2 separate regions of the Gossypium arboreum genome follow, and region 1 is linked to region 2. A link is a contact called in public Hi-C data. All regions are on one chromosome and are shown on one strand. Each heading gives the region's core, a stretch centred on a gene start, on an enhancer-like site or on the middle of the called end of the contact. The rest is flanking DNA. Distances are from core to core; before and after follow the strand shown. Region 1 holds the start of LOC108463244 (universal stress protein PHOS32-like). Region 2 holds the start of LOC108463273 (agamous-like MADS-box protein AP1).

What was found. A called contact is a pair of places that touch in the nucleus more often than the background predicts.
Region 1: a Hi-C map of leaf shows a contact between it and region 2, with 3 times the contacts expected there. The contact joins the promoter of LOC108463244 here to the promoter of LOC108463273 in region 2. A contact is called at or near these places in 2 of 5 Hi-C or Micro-C datasets (both in leaf).

What each region holds. Positions count from the first base shown.
Region 1 is chr13:35,185,300-35,188,496 of ASM2569848v2, reverse strand. LOC108463244 (universal stress protein PHOS32-like) reads right to left here and starts at 1,440. Exons shown (of 3, transcript XM_017763185.2): 1 at 907-1,440; 2 at 737-825; 3 at 1-625. The coding sequence starts at 1,228. The coding sequence ends at 341.
Region 2 is chr13:34,818,094-34,821,553 of ASM2569848v2, reverse strand. LOC108463273 (agamous-like MADS-box protein AP1) reads right to left here and starts at 1,420. Exons shown (of 8, transcript XM_017763221.2): 1 at 1,008-1,420. The coding sequence starts at 1,192.

The sequences.
Region 1 (3,197 bases), core at 191-2,690, 370 kb before region 2:
GGCTAAATTTGTTGTAAATTTACAACAATTGCATAAGAGTGTTTTGCAGCTTCAGCAAAGCGGATCAAACCCAGCATCTCCACTGCAACAACCATGTGCTTCTTTTAGGCCATTGTAGCATCCAGTAAAGATCCTAAAGGGATTAACTTGGGACCCAACTGTGTTTCCCTTGGCCCCACAATTTCCATGTCCATCAATAAACACACAACACACTTTTTTCATCCACACACCAAACCCCACATTTTTTTTTCTCAATATACTTTACTAGTATTATATTTACAAACAACAACACTAGATTAAAGAATACAATTACATATATTCAATGATGATGATGTTTGATTTAGGCCAAGAGCCAAAAGTCCTTGTGCCGCTTAGTGGTGATCAAATAACCTCCAAGTTTTTTGCTTTTTCTTCTTACTGCAACTGCCATGCAACTAGCATTTTGGATACAGTACTCTACAACTCCACCAGTAATCCGGTTCCCCGCCCACATCATGATGAGCCGCCATGTCATGGACTTCTTTTTTCGCCCCAAAACCAGAAGCGCCGCTCCTTGCTTTTTGGCCTCTTCTACTATTGTTGGACCTTTCTCTTTCCCCTCCACCACTGCTACCTCAACTTCTACCTGTCAGATAAAAAGTGGTTGAACTTTTAATTTCAAAGATGTGTGTCAATTCACATAGCTGCCTCAAGGACCAAGAAAAAAATGACATTATAATTAGACATGTTAACCCACCTCTGGTCTCTTTTGCTTGCACATGGTTTTCAAGGTGGAAATCGGTTCATAAGCCCTGTTCTCGTTGGACTCATCATTTGTAACTGGAACTGAATAAAAATATTTTCAGCCATTAATCAAAAGCTTTGGTTTTTTCAGGATAAAGGACATGAAAACAAAGAGCTGCAAACCTTGTTTTGAGGGCTTTGTGACATAGAGAAGAATAACTGTGTCATGGCACTGGACAGTGTGAGAGAGTGCCCATTGTAAAGCTCCCCTGGCTTCAATGCTGGAATCAACCACGATCATGATCTTCCTACCCATAACAAAATCAGGTTTCTTTTCTCCATGGCTGGGTTTTTCTTCTTCAAGTTTGCAATTATTCTCATGCTTGTGATCAGTTGTAGCTGAATTCAAATTGGCCTTGGCTTGTATTGGAGGGGACCGAACTCTAACATGAGGCCTAATCCTATTGAGGCAAAAGCTTGGCAACCTAGTGCCCGATCTGCCCATCTCCTGAATATAGCTACTAAGGTAATAAACCACACACAAAATGATTATAAGAATCTTTAAGAAGAAGGGAAGAAAGCAACCATTAGGCCTTTGTCTGTTTGATGAACCAAAGTTCTATTGGTTTGGGCCATGGGATTTATTTGCTTTTCCTCCATCACTTTTTTTTTTTTTTTGCTTTTTTGTGTTTTGTTTTGTTTGGTAATGATGATAACAGGTCTTTGTTTCTTTTTTTAATTCACTTGTGGGGCTATTCCTCAACGTGCATCTCATGAAGTTTGTAGGTCCATTCCTCTTCACAGCATTCTCTGCCATGTTAGTGGTAATCAAATTTTTTAATAATTTGCTTGCTTTGCCTTTCCAGTTTATACCCAACCTCTCTATTCTATGCCTAATTGCAATAGTGGAAGGCTTATATTTTGAACTCTTCTTTGAACTCATTTTAGAAGTTGAAACCATGGGTTATTGCTCCAAATTTTATTTGTTATTAATATTTAGTTTGAGTTAACTTATGATTATATCGATAGAAGATTATTTAACAGTTAATGAATTAAATATTCTTAATTAGAATTAAATAAAAGAATCTGTACACAATCTTTTTTTGCGAGGGTTTTATAGCTTTATCATGCAGCGATCATTATACATTTTTGGACAGTGGATGTAGACTAAAAAGCTGGACCACATATAATGGTAATAATGGCTGAAAGAACTGCAATTCTTAGTTTAGTACACTATCACCATTTTCTGCAGTGATCATTTCTAGATTAATATAAAAAGATATACAAAGATAAATATGAAAAATATTTCTGAAATCCAATATCAATCGCAATAGAACTTATCTTTAAAGATATTTCTTCTTCTTCTTTTGGTGGTTTATGTGGCGTGACTCAAACGCTACCAGCTCATCATTTAGAGAACACAAAATAATTAACAAAGTAAAAGAATACTGTTTTAGAAGTTCTTCCAAACAAAATGATTAACAAAACGAAAGCAAAGAAAATAAATAAAGGGGTCAACTTCTATAATGTTAATTTTGCAGCAAAAGTTGTGATGATTAAGCATAAATTAACAAATTAAACTAAAACAGCTATGAGACATAAACTCACTTTTCTCAAAACATAAATATATATACTTGCAAAAAGTAAGGTCAAATAGGTGAGAGGTCCATTTCATCTTCCTTAACTTTAATTTGCCATTTGCATGAAACAATTTACCACTTTAATTGCCCATATGTCTCATCAATGTCCCCAATTTAAACATTTTTGTTATGATATCAATCTTATAAAAATTGCAATTGAAACTCGGACTTCCAATCCAACAAAAATCCTTTCACCATGCTGTTTACTTTGATTACAACCTAATAAAATCATAATTTACATGTTTAAAAGTCCAATTATTCATCCAAATTTAAATATTAGGATTTAAATTGATTTTAGGTAAAAAAAGTTTAGCTTAAAATATAAACCGAGATCGACTACCATATTTAATGTCCGAACTTAGTTTAGGTTAATTATTAATAGATACATACGAGGGAAAATATGTAGAAATAGTACAAATTTTTATAAGAAAGAAAATATGGTCAAGTTTATGTCAATCATTTGTAAATACTATATTATGATACAACCATGACATGAGTAAAAAGATTTTAAGTAAAAACTATTTTTATATAAACATAAACAAGAACTTTGTTTAAATGATTATGTGAAGCTTTAAAATTATGGTATCTAATGTTCAAATCCCATCATATTTGGGCACTTTTCAAGGCTTATTCTAGTTTTATAAATTTTATATAAAAATATAAAACAACAAAGATATTTTCATTATAATAATTGATACTTTGTAAGAAGAATGGATTCTTAATATTTTACAATTAAATTAATATTCGATTAATTAATAACACTAATTCAATCAAAAATTTAAATAATAATATAAATGAATAAACTTTAAAATATTTAATTTTAGATCAATATTA
Region 2 (3,460 bases), core at 171-2,670:
AATCAGCTAAAAGAAGAGCCCATTGGAATATAAAAATTTTAGAAAGCAGTTTATTAGCTTGTTTAGGGTTCAAAAAGGAATCTTCAAATTTGAGGTGTGGAACTACCCCTCATGGAGCCCTAGCCCTACTCCCTCTGTACAAAAATTGTCAAATCCCTAATTTTCTAACTACCAAAAAGGTACCTCTTTTTGGCCTTGGACAGTTGTTGGATCAAAGAGTTCTCAAAAGCCAAAGAGGGTCTAGCCCTTAAGAACTGGTGAAGAAGAAGAAGGAGATACATGTATAGCAGTTGTTGCTTGTAAGGACTAAAAGGAAACACACAAAGGAGAGAAGATGACAAAGATAGTAGCTCTGTTCCAAAACCAAAAAAATAAATTGTAAAAACAAATTTATTTTCAGAAAAAACATAGCCATATTTTTTAGGTTTTCTTTTACTATCTTTAGAAGAAAATATGTTTGATAGCATGATTTTTCCTTTTGAGATGACAGAATATAAAATTTATTACAAAGTTCAGTGTTGCTTTTCCCTTCTTTTATAACTTGGTATTAATAATTTAGTCCATAGAATGGATACTTTGTATTTTCTCCTAATTGAGAAAGTTTTAGTTTAAAAAAGGGGAAATTTTTTATTGCTTCTTCTTCATCATCCATTGGTCAATAACCTTGTTTTAGCAAGATGAGACCAAACTTCCCCCTCAAAGCTTTCCATTCTTTTGCTACTTCAACATCTCTGAAACACTTGTAAATTCTATTACTGATATAGTTATAGTCACACTTTTTACTGAACTGTGTAATATTCTTTAATTTTTTTTTCACCTGTTATAACCATTGCATGAAATCCAGGAGAAACTGCTAATGACAGTGCCTCAAAAACCACTTTCATAAACATCTATTTCAGTTTCAAAGCCAAAAAAAAAAAAAAGTAACTTTATCTTTGTTTCTCAAAACCTTGGAGAATACTTTAAAAAAATTAAAAAAAAAACAGAATGAAGGGGGAAGGAAATACCAGGAATCAGTGGAGTATTCAAAGAGCTTCCCTTTGTGGGAGAAGACAATCAAAGCGACCTCAGCATCACACAAGATGGAGATCTCATGAGCTTTTTTCAACAACCCAGCTCTCCTTTTGGAGAAAGTAACTTGCCTGTTGATCTTGTTCTCAATCCTCTTCAACTGAACCCTACCTCTCCCCATTTTCTTTTTTTATAACCTTAAAAAATTGGGGGGAAAAAACCCAGATCCTAAAAAGGAAGAAGAAGGAGGAGGAAGATGGAGTAAAGTTAAATACCCAAGTTGGAAAAAAAAATTCTTTTGCTAAATGTGAAGTATATCAGAGAAAACATGCACAACATATATAGAAATGGAAATGCAGGGAAAAAATAGGAAAAAGAAAAAAAAAAGTGGTTTTAGGGAAAGGGAGTGGATTTGTAGATAAAACCAGAATGGTTTATTAAGAATGTGCTGTCGGTCCCTCATTGGTTAATATGACTGTTCAGTCGTTACTGTCTCATGTTGGAACCACAATTTTATTTCTTCTTTTTATTAAAAAAAATAAGGTGTTTTCTTCATATAGCCTATAGATACCGTCAGAAGCTGTACGGAGACCCCTCGCTGTCACACACTCACACAGCTGACGGCGGAGATTTTCTTTTTCTCTCTTAAACCCAAATAAATTATAATGCATAGGTTTATTATTGGAAAAATAACAATCTTGTACGGAAACAAATTTTAATGTAGTTATGAAATGATTCAAATTATTAAAATATAGAAAAATAATAATACTGTACGAGGTAAAATTCACACGTAATCTAGTCTTATTTTCATTTTTTATTATTGATTAATAGATTGATGGACATGTTCCAATAATAAATTGATGTAATTAATTTTTTACATTAGTTAAAATTTTTATTAATACCAATCATACTAGCTTGTTCCATCCAATTCTGATCATGCCAACCAAAACATTGCACAGTAATACATAAATAATTTAAAAATATAAAATTTCTATTTCTTTACAGTTATGGTAATAAATGATAAAATTTTCATTAAAATTTTTGCATCATTAGATGCATAAATATTTTATATACATATATTAAATATATTTTAAAAATATCGATAAATTTGAAACAATTCATCAAAATAAACCCATATCAATATGCACCAATTTTAATGGAAAAAATGATGTATCTACTAGTACGTACTAACTACCTTGATTTATTATGTTTCATATTTTTTAAAAATATTTTTGGTAAACTACACTTATAGTCACTCAAAAATAAGGTTTGTCTATTTGGTCACTCCAAATTTTTTTCTCAATTTAATCATTCTAAATAAGATAAGTGTGTGAATTAATCACCACCATTAAATTTTTTGTTTCATTTTAATAGATTGTTGATGGGGCACATTAATACATTGAGTGACTGACACATAGCTTTTTTGTTGACTTTTTACTAACGCTTACGGACCTCGATCGTTATAATTAGTCCAAAACTTTTTCCCTAAACTTTAGTCAATAGTCAAACATAAAAATGTCATGTGTCTATCACACAATGGGCTAATATACCAAGTCAGCAACCTATTAAAAAGAAATAACAATTAATATGACTAATTCACACAATTATCTTATTTAGGATAATTAAATTGAAAAAAAAATGAAACGATAAAAAATTGAGGTTTTGATCATATTTGCTCTTTTTGACACAATATATAAAACTACCCAAAGTCCCTCTCTAACCTATAAATAAGAGGATAATGCGTTTCAGCGCACTCGAACCTACGTCCTCATGCATTTACAATAATGTTCATATCAATCAAACTAATACTCAACTAACAATTGACTTCACTTTTTAAAAAACCTATGTTCTTTTTAAAAGAGAAACCTCCTACAAATAAATTGATTTTTATATAATAATTAACTTAAATGACTATTGTTTTAATAATAATTTTTAATTTTAATTTTATAATTATTTGAAAATATTAAATATTGATCTTAAATATTATAATTTGCAATATTGTCAACACATATATTTATATATAATAGTACAATAAACATTAATGTTAATTATTATTTTAATAAAATTATTTAATATTACAATTTTATTCTAATATAAAATTTAACATCAATAATAATGTTAAATTTTAAATTTTAAATAATATTCTTAATATCTAATAAAAATGTTTTATATTAATATTTTAATAATGAATTTATATTTCACTTTGTAAATATTTAGCAATAAATATTTTATATTATAAAACATAAATATGTTAGTAATTTATTTTTCCTTTTAGCTTCAATATACCAATATTCACTTTTATGCATGTAATATATATAACTTCGAATTATTTTTAACTAGGCATTGGGCATTATTAATTCTATATAAAATATTATAAAATATTATTTTATTACAAAAATAAATTTTAATTATCAAAAGAAAATAATTCTATAATATTTTATAACAAATA